2 separate regions of the Columba livia genome follow, and region 1 is linked to region 2. A link is a contact called in public Hi-C data. All regions are on one chromosome and are shown on one strand. Each heading gives the region's core, a stretch centred on a gene start, on an enhancer-like site or on the middle of the called end of the contact. The rest is flanking DNA. Distances are from core to core; before and after follow the strand shown.

The links. Hi-C and Micro-C count contacts between places; a contact is called where the count stands out from the background.
Region 1: a contact with region 2 is called in a Hi-C map of crop, with 2.5 times the contacts expected there. The contact joins two enhancer-like sites. A contact is called at or near these places in 2 of 2 Hi-C or Micro-C datasets (crop and liver).

Annotation. Positions count from the first base shown.
Region 1 is chr5:25,690,646-25,696,654 of bColLiv1.pat.W.v2, reverse strand. LTBP2 (latent transforming growth factor beta binding protein 2) reads right to left here. Exons shown (of 35, transcript XM_065063941.1): 12 at 5,950-6,009; 13 at 5,367-5,389; 14 at 4,206-4,245; 15 at 3,717-3,809; 16 at 2,524-2,649; 17 at 2,207-2,335; 18 at 1,697-1,816; 19 at 637-756; 20 at 302-424; 21 at 1-106. Among named protein-coding and RNA genes, the nearest start is that of NPC2, 19 kb to the left of the region's middle. Within about 2 kb of position 2,329, at least 1 of the 3 cell types and tissues checked has an H3K27ac peak away from gene starts, as active enhancers do.
Region 2 is chr5:25,616,607-25,622,653 of bColLiv1.pat.W.v2, reverse strand. No RefSeq gene overlaps it. Among named protein-coding and RNA genes, the nearest start is that of LTBP2, 17 kb to the left of the region's middle. Within about 2 kb of position 3,348, at least 1 of the 3 cell types and tissues checked has an H3K27ac peak away from gene starts, as active enhancers do.

The sequences.
Region 1 (6,009 bases), core at 1,080-3,579, 75 kb before region 2:
CTGGAGACAGCGTAGCCAGCATCACAAGCCATGCAGGAGTAGGAGCCCTCGGTGTTGAGGCAGAGTCCAGAGGGACAGGCATCCTGGGCAGCGCACTCATCGATGTCTGCGCAAGCATACAAGGGAGAGCAGGATGAGTGTGAAGGACGCGGAGGAACCATGGCCATGGGCAGCTGTGTTGAGGGAACCAGCCAACATGGTGGCCAGGACTCAGGCAAGGCCAAGTACTGTGAGGAAGAGCCCAGAGAAACCTCTGGACCAGGTGTGTGACACTACAGAGGGTCTCATGGCTCCCCAGTACCTTGGCAGCTCTTCTTATCAGGTGCCACATTGTAGCCCCGGTAGCAGGAACAGCGGAAGGAGCCATCCAGGTTGACACACTGCCCGTGAGCACAGGTCCCCTCTGCAAGACACTCGTCCACATCTGCGTGACACAGCAGAGAGCAATATGGAAGAATGAGAGGGTGCTCAGGGCTACCTCTGCCACCCAAATTGCAAGGGCACTGTGCCCGGGCCACGCAGGCTGGCTGCCTGTGGGAGGAGCGTGCTGCCCATGCCCCTGCTCCTTCTGAGTCTTGCAGAGAGCGCTGCCATGGGGGGCAAGGCTGCTGCCCAGGGATTGCCCACGATCCTCACCAACACATCTCCCGTTCCTGGGCCGGTAGCCATCCCCACAGCTGACACACTTGTAGGAGCCCAGCGTATTGACACACCTCCCGTGGGGACAAGGGCTGGGATCCACGCACTCGTTGATATCTGCCAAGAAACATACTCATCTCAGGCTCCCAAAGGCAAACTGTGCAGCTTTCTCCAGGATATCCCCTCCAGCTGGATCCTCAGTCTCCCTCTGTGGGACATCAACACCCAAGAGGAGGTGAGATGAGTTTGCCATGGCTTGGGCAACACTTCTTATAGTCCCACTTATCACTCAGTATCCTACACCCACACCTGAGGGCTGACATAATCCAGCAGCGAAACCCGCTGCCACAGGATGTTGCCAAGGACAGGAATGTGCAAGGGCAGAGAAAGGGATCAGAGAACATCTGTTCAGGGCTGTTTCATCAGGGACTTTCATAGCCATGATTAGGACGCATCCTCCAGCAGGAAGTCCTTAAAGCAAGTGCTTTCTGGAGGCCGAGTGGAGGGAGCAGCATTCTCTGCATGTCCTGTTTCCCATACTGCCTCCTAAAATAGTCTCCCTCTCTCTGCTGGAGATGAGCTACTGAGAAAGGGGGATCTTTGATCAGGCACATCATATGTTCATGAATGCTATGAAGGAGCCAGGTTGTGCCACTTGAACAGGATGCTGTGGGGACAGGTGGCCTGAGTCTCTGCAGTCTGCTCTCCTTGCAGACTGCTTGCCAGCACGAGGGTCTGGTGACAGAGTAAAGCTGGCATGAAATGCATGGGCATCTCCTCCCAGAATAGGAAACTAGCATGGGCTGGTTCTGGGGGATTACTCTGGGGAGGTGGGAGAGGATCTCGGGAGATCTCGCCTTTTGCAACCCAGGAAAGCCTGTCCCTCCTGCAGGCAGAGGAGAGGGCAGGCAGCCCTTCAGAGGGGCACAGGGCACACACACAAGGGAGGGTTCTTCCTCCCTTCTAGGAGGACACATGGAGTGGTGAGAAAAAGAAGTGTTCAGCCCCGCACAGGGTGGCTTGGAGTGGCAGGGGAACAGTGAGCAGCAAGCTTCACCTTCGCACTGTCCTCTGGAGCCCATGGCAAAGCCATCCTTGCACTCGCAGCGGTAGGAGCCAGGAGTGTTGATGCATTGCTGTCCCCGGCAGGTAGAGGGCTGCTCACATTCATCTCGATCTGGCAACACACAGAGAGACAGTACTGAAGTCTTCTCCCTCCCGTGTGGGGAAGGCTGGGTGCAGGAGAGGAGCTGCTCCCCCTGCAGCAGGCTCTGCCCAGATGACTTTTGCCTTGCACCCCCTTGCCATGAAGCAGTGAGCAGGGCTGGCATCAGCAGCCCATATCCAGATCTCCACAGGCAAGGTCCTGTCCCTGCGGGAGCAGGAAAGGGTGATCTCCATGGATCAGGCTGTCTGTGGGCAGGCCCGGGTGGAGGATGGGTGTACAGGTGTGTGTGCAGGTGTGCATGAGTGCGTGTGTGTGTACATATGCATGACAGAGTGCCAGGGCGGGAGACTGGGGCACCCTGGGGAGATGGCAGCCCCACGCCAGGCAGACAACACTTACCCTGACAGCTCTGCTTGCCCTCCAACACAGCCAGGGTGTACCCAGAGTAGCAGAGACAAAAATAGGAGCCCACACTGTTGATGCAGCGACCTTTTCCAGAACAAGGATCTTTCAGGCATTCATCTTCATCTGTGCCCAGGCAAGGAAAGAAGACAGGGACAGGCAGTCACCACAGCAGCTGCCTGCCAGCTTCCTGCCAGCCCATGGTGCAGCAGGTGGGCAGGGGCTCAGCAGAGCTGCCAGAAAACCTCCCCCCAGGAACCTGAAGGACCAAACAGTCCGTCAAGGTCTGGCAGGCAGAGGAGGTGCCAACCTACCAATGCAGTGAAGGCGGCTGGGGTCCAGTGTGTAGCCAGGGTTGCACAAGCAGCTGTATCCCTCTGCGCTGGGCACGCAAGCACCGGCTCCACAGGAGAGGGATGAAGAGGCACAGCCACTGACGCCTGGGAGGAGAGAGCATGGGGTTGGGGGCAACAGTACAGGGTCTGCCTTGTGTCCCCAGCACCATGCTGGGGAGGCTGCTTTTTCCCTTCTTGGAGAGAGATGGAGCAGGCTCAGCTTGCTCTTCTATGTCTTCAGGTAGCTGATGCCCCAGGGCTGTGTGGGTGACATAGCAAACCCTGCCACCTCCTCCGGCCTGAGCCCAGCTGGGACACCTCAGTCCCCTGCACTGCTCACCTGTGTCCTGGACCCACAAAAGGGTGGTGAAGAAGCCAACCAGCCAGCCCCACACTGCAGAGGAGTGCTGTCAGCAGAGCCTGGTGCCTGTGAAGGGGCTCCTTTTGGGGTGAGAGCAAGGCTCCCCTGCCACTGCCCTGCTAAGTGAGGCGCAGGCGGCGGTGGGGGGGGCAGTGGGCCATCGCACACCCCTCAGCACTGAGCAGGCCAGGGTAGGGGGAGGCCCGGCCCAACCCCAAACAAAAGGCTATTGAGGAAGACACATTCCTCAGCAAGGTGCCTCCCCCAGGCCTGCTCCCCAAGGTGCTCCAGCCCCCGGCGGAGGGCAGGGGCTGCACTCCCAGACACTTGAGCAACCCTGGAACAACAGTGCCCTTGTTTCCGGCACAGTAAACAAGCCGCCCCAGGAGCCACATGCCTCCCCTTGTGCTCCCCCTTCCCGATGAGTCAGCTTGCACCGCCAAGGGAATGGGGCCAAAGCCACCGGAGCAGGCGCATGATCCCCTGCACCCGGCAGCCACTGCTGCACCGTGCAGGCCAGCTGCAGGCAGGGAAGGATTCGGAGAGTCAAACACTTCGCTCCCCATATGGGATCACTCTCATGTTTCCTCAGGCCAGCCGGCTTTCCCTGGCTGGCAACAGCTGGGACCAGGCTGGGACAACACCTCAGGGTAGCAGGGCAGGGACTTTTCTTTGGGAAGTCAAGTGAGGCATGTGGGAAGACAAGCAGGCTGAGAAAGGGACAGAGACTCTGGGCAGAGTTTAGGGCATAATTTCTCCATAGCCTCAGTCAGAGACAGGGGGGAAATGCCTAAGAGCCGTGGACACACACCTGAGCCCTGCGCTGGCATCTGTGTTGGAGCAGCAGCATCCCAGGTGGTGGTGGGGCCATGCTGGGGTGGGCCACGCCAGGACTCCTCTTCTTCTGCCGAGGAAGAAGAATAGAGGTGACATCCAGCTCCCCATCACAGGCAGAGGTGCAGACACAAGGTTTACCAATGCTGGGTGTCCCTGCACTCACAGACCTGAGACAGCACATGGGAAGGAGCCACAGCGTGGCTGCAGCAGCCTCATCATCTTGTTATTTAACATAGCCTCCTCCACCTCACTGGAGAGCCACCACCTCCCCGCATCTCTACAGTCCCACACCAGCCACCACAGTGTGGCGGGGCTCCTCCATGCCACCCCACAGCCCGCCCAGCCGGAGGCCCATCCTGCCCATTGCTAGGGGCTTCCGTGCAGAGGAGCCACTCTCCTTCCTCCTCACTGCCCCATCCTCTTCCCCCTGGCTGCCCTGACCTCCCGCCAGCCAGGCACCCACCTCTGCGTGTGGCAGGCTCTGCGGTGGCATCAGCAGCACCCTGAGGGACAGAAACACAGGACTGCCTCTATCCACGTGCATGTAGCTGGGATGCAGCATCTCTGAGACACTTTCCCACCCACCTCCCGGATCCTCTTGCTCCCTGAGACACTGTGCTGGCAGGAGAAGCTGCCATATCCAGGTGCAGCTGGCAGGGCCACTCTGTCCTGAGCAAAACATAGCTCCTGGCCATGCCCAGGGGACTACCTGCAGAAGGACCCTGCAGCATGCCATGCAGGTGAGACCTAGGGCACTGCCATGGGGCAGGCATCTCCATGATGCAGCCAGGAAGAGCAGCTGGGCATGATAAACACTGCCACTGTCACCAGCAGCTCTGGAGGGCTGAGGACAGCCACTACTTCAGCCTGCCTCAGAGTGCTACCTACAAGACGAGTACTTGGTGCTCAACGCTCTTCCTCAGCATCGCCTCTTGGCAAACCTATGCCTGACAAAGGAGACATGGGAGCACAATCTGGGTCTCCACTCCAAGGAGCTTTGTGCAAGGGATGAAGAAAACAGGCAGCTGAACAACACAAGTCCCAGCCTAGATCTGCTTCAAATTTGGAAGCTTTGGTTCAAATTTCTGCCCTGTCTTGAGATTTCTCATTTGCCCTTGGGCAAGTCACCTCATGTCTATGAAGCAGTGTTGTGTCCCCTCTCAGAGGGGCTTTGATTGTGTTCTGAGGGCTGAGCACTCCAAGAAGAGCACTTCTCGAGCTGTCTGCAATGGTTCCCCTTCCCCTGATGTCAGCCCAGCCCCACAGCCAGGCTGGGCTGACAGCAGCCTGAGTTCCTACCCAGCCCCAGTGAACATCTGCTGGAGCCAACACTGACCACGAACCAGTGCAGCAGAGCTCCCAACTCCTTCTCATGTGAGTTAATTGCCTCTCAGAAAGGGCTGAGCAGACAGGTAGCACCGTGCCTTCATCCACAGCAACTCAGCTGGTGTGATAGGGTTTGCAGTTCATATGCTGCTCCCTCCAGCAGCAGCTACTTGCTCTCTTCAGTGCTCTATCTGACCACATTTCACACCTCCCTGTCACCTATTTGTATGACATCCTCTTTTCTGCCCATCAAGTTACCATGGATGCACCCAGATGTAGCAAGACAAACCTTACTCACCTGTGCAGGAAGAGAAACCTCACCTGGAAAGTGAAACAGTGCACAATGAGTAGAGACAAAGCAGGCAAGCATCCTCCTCAAATTTTGGCTGCCCTAGCTTTACCCCACCTCTAAGGCTCTGTCCCTCAGTCCCGCATGCTTCTCTGCAAGAGCTTGTTCCAAAAGTCAATACACCCGGACTCCTCTCCTGGCAGTGCGCAGACCCCAGGAGCTCCCACTCCAGCAGTTGCTGGCACAAGCAGTCAGTCGCGCTTCCCTCCAGCTGGGCTGGACAAAAGCCCAAGGACTGCAGTGCCATGGCTGCCATGCAGACCTGAGGTCCTGGTGGAGGCAGCCTGGCCAGTCAGCACCAGCTGTGAAGATGCAGCTGCAGGAGCCCAAAACACTCAACCTCCTTTTCAAAGGTTTGAAGAAGTGGTGTCTCATGCCCCAGGAACCAAAGAACACCTTGAGTATTCACACAGATGTAGAAAGCCCTTATCAGCTAGAAGTCCATCCATAGAGGCATGGCAGGACCTGGGAATTTGCCCACCCTTGCTAGGGGCCCAGATGGAGCAGCTTTAAGCAATAGACCCCACACTACCCTCTCCTGCCGAGGTGCCAGGGTGGGGAAATGCCTCCAGGATGCTCCCACGCAGGCTGT
Region 2 (6,047 bases), core at 2,099-4,598:
CCCTACCATCTGCTGAGATGACTGCAGGGGAGAGGAGGTTTGCAAGGGTCACTCTTGGGCCAAAGCAGATGGAAAGGACCTGCTGTGAGCATTTTACTAGAGATGGGCCAGACAGCTGCAACATGCCCCCCGGCTCCCCAGCCCTGCAGAGGGCTTACTGGGATGCAGCGCACAGAGAGTCCCAGGGCCACGGGCACTGGCTCACAGCTGCACACACTGCCCTGGAGGGCTCGCAAGGACAGGGGGCTGCAGCTGGACAAAGGAGTGAATTAATAAGCTGTTTAAATCCTTCAGCAGAGGCCTGAACTAACAGATGCTGCCAGGAGCTGGTCCCACCCCCTCCTGGGGACTGTCCTTCTGGTCAGAGAAAGATTTTCACAGTGCTTCCAGAGAGGGAGAACCAGCAGCACTTTTGTTTGATACACAGAGCTCCAGGGCCGCCTTCTCCTCCTGTGCCTTTGAACCTGCTCCAGACTTCTCAGCCCTCCAGGCCTCCAAACCTGGCCTGCTGTGGACCTAATTAACTCCCTTGATCATTTATGGTCTTTTGTCACTAAGGCAAGTAACAGGTGAACAGAGGCAGCAGATCCTCACGTGTGTTCACATGGACTCAACTGCTTCCTTTGGTCTGCTGATGAAGCTCTCTCCTGCCTGCCAAGGGTGCCCACGGTCCCTTCTCTGCAGCCAACCACTTCAGAGGGGCTGAGGAGAACACACAGCCTCCCTGCTTCCAGCAAGCTCCCTCAGTACCATTGCAGCCATCAGAAAACACCAGAGTCTTCTCAGAGCATGACACCTTTGAACTCAAGCAAGAAGACCACGGATGACACCATAACCCTGTCTCCTTTGCTAGCACCAAGACACCCCTGAGGGTTTCTCATCGCTCCCTGTTGTTTGCACATTTGCTCATGCACCCACACACGCTCAGAAGCCTCTGGCTCAGCAGGCCAGGCACAGGCACCAGGCCTGATGGTGATGCTGCCACAGTAGTTTCTCCCCTCATTGGTATCCATTCAGGTTTGCACAAAGCCGGACGGATTTAAGAACCTGACCCCACTGATCTTTTACCCATGTTCCCTGGCACCACAAGGATGGAGGGCGGCAGGGCCTTTCACAGGAGGACGCCTGGGCAGGATTATCTTGGGGTTCCTGGACCAAACAGGCAGCTCCTCAGTCTTTGGAAACCTTCCTTGCCTTTGTTCCTTGACCTTCTAGGGCTGGGGGAAGGGATCCCAATGAACATGTTTGTGCTGTTCTTCTTAATAGGGTGTTGTGTAACACAGAGGAAAGTGACTACACCGGGGACCCCAGCTGAGAACAGAGACTTTAATCCTGCTGCCCAGGGAAAACTTGGAAAAAATACCTACATCTGTTCTGTTGCATTAGGCTCATGGCTCAGAGGCTGACAGCTGACGCTGGCTGCTCATGATGCCAAGGTACAGCCCCTGCCAAACAGTGCCAGGGTAAATTACCATGACTGATTAGAAAGGCAAAAGGCAGCCAGAGAAAACTGGGGAGGGAGATCTCCCTGTGCAGGTTTCTGGAGAAGGCAAAGACAGAATGCATAAGAGCACTTTGTCTTCTCCTCTGCCACATTGGCAAACAGAGCAAAGAATGAGCAATAGTGGAAGAGAACAAGGCAGGGGAAGAGATGCAGGGAAAGGGCTGAAGGTAAGGAGGCAGAGAAGAAACCACAGCTGCATCCACCTCTTCACGGTGCTCACTAAGGATGGGCTTCAGGAGACAACCCTCCTAAATTAAACTTGTGCTAGGCTGGGGCCATGGAGGAAGAAAGGTGCTCTTGTGTCTATAACCGGGGTTTAAAGGCTCGAGAAGCATACGGGGCAGATGCTGGCCTCGCAGAGCAGTGCACACTCTCCCTGCTGTCAGTTCTGCCAGCTCTGGGACATGTAAGAACACAAGTGTGGGGCTCCCTGACCCAGCACTCCAACACAGCTCCTTTCCAGGCTCAGGCTTTGTCATCACCTCACATCCACCCAACAGCTCAGAAAGGAGTATAAAGGAAATAAACTATCCAGGGAACAGAACACCACTACTGAAATTTGGCTAACAGCAGACACCTAGATGTTCTGGAAATATGTCAAAGGCTTCTCACCATATTTGGCAGGTCTTTCCATTGATAGGCCTACTGGGAACACGGTAGGTGCTGCCCTGGGACCACAGGGCATGAGGGAGAGGCCCTTCTCTGTGCAGCCCCTTTGACAGGCACAGCAGGACACTGAAGGTGGCCCTCCCCGAGGTGGGAGAGGATTTCTGGAAAGCCGTTAACACCCAGTTCTGTGAAGGATCTGCCTGTTCCTTTTTCAAGTATTAAATTGGCTCAACCCTAATTAGCATGACATCTATGACAGGATTAAAGCAGATTCTGCTTTCCTGCCTAGGGCCACTGGCTGCCAAACACTCCTCCAGGCCAGGATCCTCCACAGGACAGCGCGTGGCTTCAAGAGAAGCAGAAAGAAAACTCCTTTCTAACTCCTGTCTGTCACAGGCAGGTTTTGTCCCCAAAGCAGGAAGCTTTGTTTGGTTTAAATATTATTTAACCATGGATGTTTTCATTATCCACATCCATGTCACACTTTTATCCACCCTTAGGAGGGTGCTTTCCTCAGTCCATCTGTGGAGCAGACAGCTTTGGTTAGCCACGTGCTTGTTGCCTTTCAATCCCTGCTGGCTGTCGCTTTGACCTTGCTTGACAGGACAAGGGATCAGGAGGATCTGTGTTTCCTCAGCACCCTTCAGCCTTCTGTAAACTTCTAATTCAACACCACAACCTCATATCAGACTCTGGTCCTCTATCAGTCTCCACAGGCTACTTCTTCACACAATCCTTAACCTGCAGTGCTGAACCAAGTGCTTGAGGAGCAGGGATCCTACTGAGAAATGCAGCCAGGGATGCTTTCTGATCCATGAGCATGTCTGCACTAGAATCTAAAGATGCCTCTTGGGTCCAACACCACCAGTCCCATGAGTCTTTACCACCTTGCTCCCCTGCTGTTGGACCTGGTGCCTTCCCCTCTGCTCCCTACACTGCTGGGGAGCAGATCCCTCAAGGTCAGAGCCTCAGGCCTGAGCTGGCTCAGCAGTACCAAGTGCCTTTCACCTCACTAATGTGTTTGGTATGTGGCTTCTCTGAAACCCTGCCACTTCCCACTTAAATTGCAGCTCAGCCCTGCTCAGGAGTAGGAACCAGAGGGGCTGAGGCACGGCAGAGCCATCTTTCGGAAAGATATTCCCAGAGCACCTTCTAAAGCCACTTCCCACAGGCTGCTGACACTGCTAACTGCAAAGTGAGAGGTCAGCTGTGCCAAGCCACCTCCACTCAAAACCAGCCTGAGGCAGAGTGTCCAAGGCAGGCACCGCCTGTGCAGGAGCCACTGCAGGACAGTTGCCCCCTGAGGATGGTAGCAGGCTCCTTTTTTCTCTCCTGCCCCTGGAGCTGTTGCACTGCTCCAGTCACCTACTGCAGCTCATCCAAGCTCATGACAACTTCCATTGCCCCAGGTTCCCTGGAAAGTCTAGTGGTGCCTGCAGTTAATAATAAAAAAATCCATTTAGTTATAATGAGCCCTAAAAAGAGAACATCAGCTCTCCGTGCAACAGCTCAATTCTGCTTTCTGGTCCATGCATTAAAACTCCTTCTCCCCTTGCAAACTGATGACTAGTCTGTGTCTCAAAGCCTGAGGGAACACATCTAATCTGGTTAGTGTTATTGCTGTTGTTTGTTCATGTTATGCACATTATTCTAACTAAGCGATTTGTCCTTAGTCTCCTGAGAGACAGTGCTTCAGGTTAATAATACATATGAAAATCCAGCTTCCTTTCACGCATTTTAAATGTATTGCCTGTTGGAAAACAAAAGGACAAGGGGGAGTGGTGTAGCAGGGACTTGTGCAGGACCAGGGGATGCTCCCTGGACGCTCATTCACTTCTCATATGCTTCCGTTTGGTGATTAGAAGCACAGCAAGAGAATCTGCCAGACAACTCATTTGCTAGATTAAGAGATCTACTGAGCAACAACAACAAAACCCCCAGACAACAGTAACTCAAACTGCAGGGTTTCAACAGAGCTGAAGCTGGCCACTCTCAAACCTGACCAGCTCAAGTTGACTATCGGTCCCCCTCTGGTGGCCAACCAGCCACAGCCACCTTCTGTCGACAGCACAGGGCTGCCACATCGCTACCCGTCCCTGCACCGAGGCACCTTGAGCACCCCTGAGCCCCACATCCCCCAGAGCACCCCAAGCCCGGCCAGCATGGCTCTGCTCGGCAGGCGGCTGGGCAGCACGGCTTGCGAGCATGGAGCCGAGTCAGGGAGCATGGCAGCCCCAGGCACCAGGGCAGATGTCATGAAAGTCTTCTAAAGGGGAGAAGATTCATTACCAGAACAGCCAGCATCTGTTCAGCCCTCCAATGTGACAGCCTCCGGGCTACCCACAACTAGGCCCTTGATTTTTAATAGCGATACTGTGTGGCACTAGGAGCCCCCATCTTGAAACAGGGACCCATTGTCCAAGAAGCTACACAACATCCAGACACAGAGAGACTGTATGCTCTGTGGGATGGGGAATGAGATGGTAAGAAAGGACAGAAGATGAACAGGAAGAGAACAAGCAGAAGGAGACAAGACAACACTGGTCAGCATAAGTGACAGCAGTCAGTGAGATGCTCTTAATGGGTGAGGACACGCAGCACAAAAACAACAGTCCAGTGTCTTACAGAAGATAGCAACATGACATTTTTATACTATAATTTTTAGTTTCAACAATGACTACAATTGCTACCAGTGTATTGCCTGTTGTTTCCAATATAAAGGAGCCCCGGAGAGGGAAGGCTGTGTACTTCTGCCGACTGCTCTGGGCACAGACCAGGAGAAGGGGCTGCCAGTTTTCCTTAAGTAGGAATCTGAGTCTGTCCCACACCAGCAATAAAGATCTCTGCAAATCTGAGCTAGCCTCTACACAGCAAACCACTTACCCAGACAAATCTGAACCCCTTGGAGCTGGTTTCGTTTGTATTTCCTTGTGTTTCTTCACCCACTGCAATAAGCAGCACTATCTCATCTCAAGGTAACCTCACACTTCAGTTACCGAAGCACAAGAGAGCTGCAAGCAGCTGTTCCTTCTGTAAGAGATGAGATCTCCAAGATTATGCACGAAATTGCATGGGTTTACAGGCCTTCAGAATTATGTTAGCACAAATCCCCAAATTAAGGGGTGGGTACAGGCCAAGATACTTCTCGCAACTTACCAGAGAATTGCCTCGAGAGGGAGAGAAGAGTTTGCTTTTGACCACTGCAAAGTCACTCAGCTGCAAAATCACCCCAAATCACTCTAGCCTTCACATGCCTCAGAGAAAGCTCTGGAGCAGCCTTAGGCCAATTTCAGTTTCTCCATCCCTCATATGGTGCAAAAGCTCTGCTTCCTTCATTTGTATTCATTGCAGCTTTATACCAAGGCCGAGAGGTTTGGCTCTTGGCCTCACTCCCCGCTTCCAACACCACGTGCAATTGCCCATGCCTCAACATACTTTGCAGCATGCCATCCCTGCAGAAGGGTAGCTGGAAAAGACTGATCAGGAATTTTGGGTGAACTTCAGCTACAGCTGTTTTGTTTCACTACAAAAAAAAAAAAAGTTATAGCAAATTAGGTCTAAAAATGAACACATTCATGCAGTAACACCTCCGCCCTACAATCAAGTTTCATGCTCTGAAGAGCAGAGATTAGAGTTTCTCAAGCATTCAATTAAAAACAAAAAAACAACAACAAGAAAAATCCAACCAACCAACAAAACACAACACACACAGAAAAACAAACAAACAAAATCAAGGAAAGGTTTAAGAGGAAGACACTAAAAATCTCCAATCCTGCACTGCACAGCTGGTGCCAAGGCAGGCTGAGGTTCTGGTGGACTTTGCTGTTTCCTGTAAGTTTTTTCCTTTTATAGTTCCTATCATCGCATGTTAAAACTCCCTCTGCTGTCATGTGCCAGGTCAGTTGGACAGAAGATGGTAGCAGAATAGTCAAAA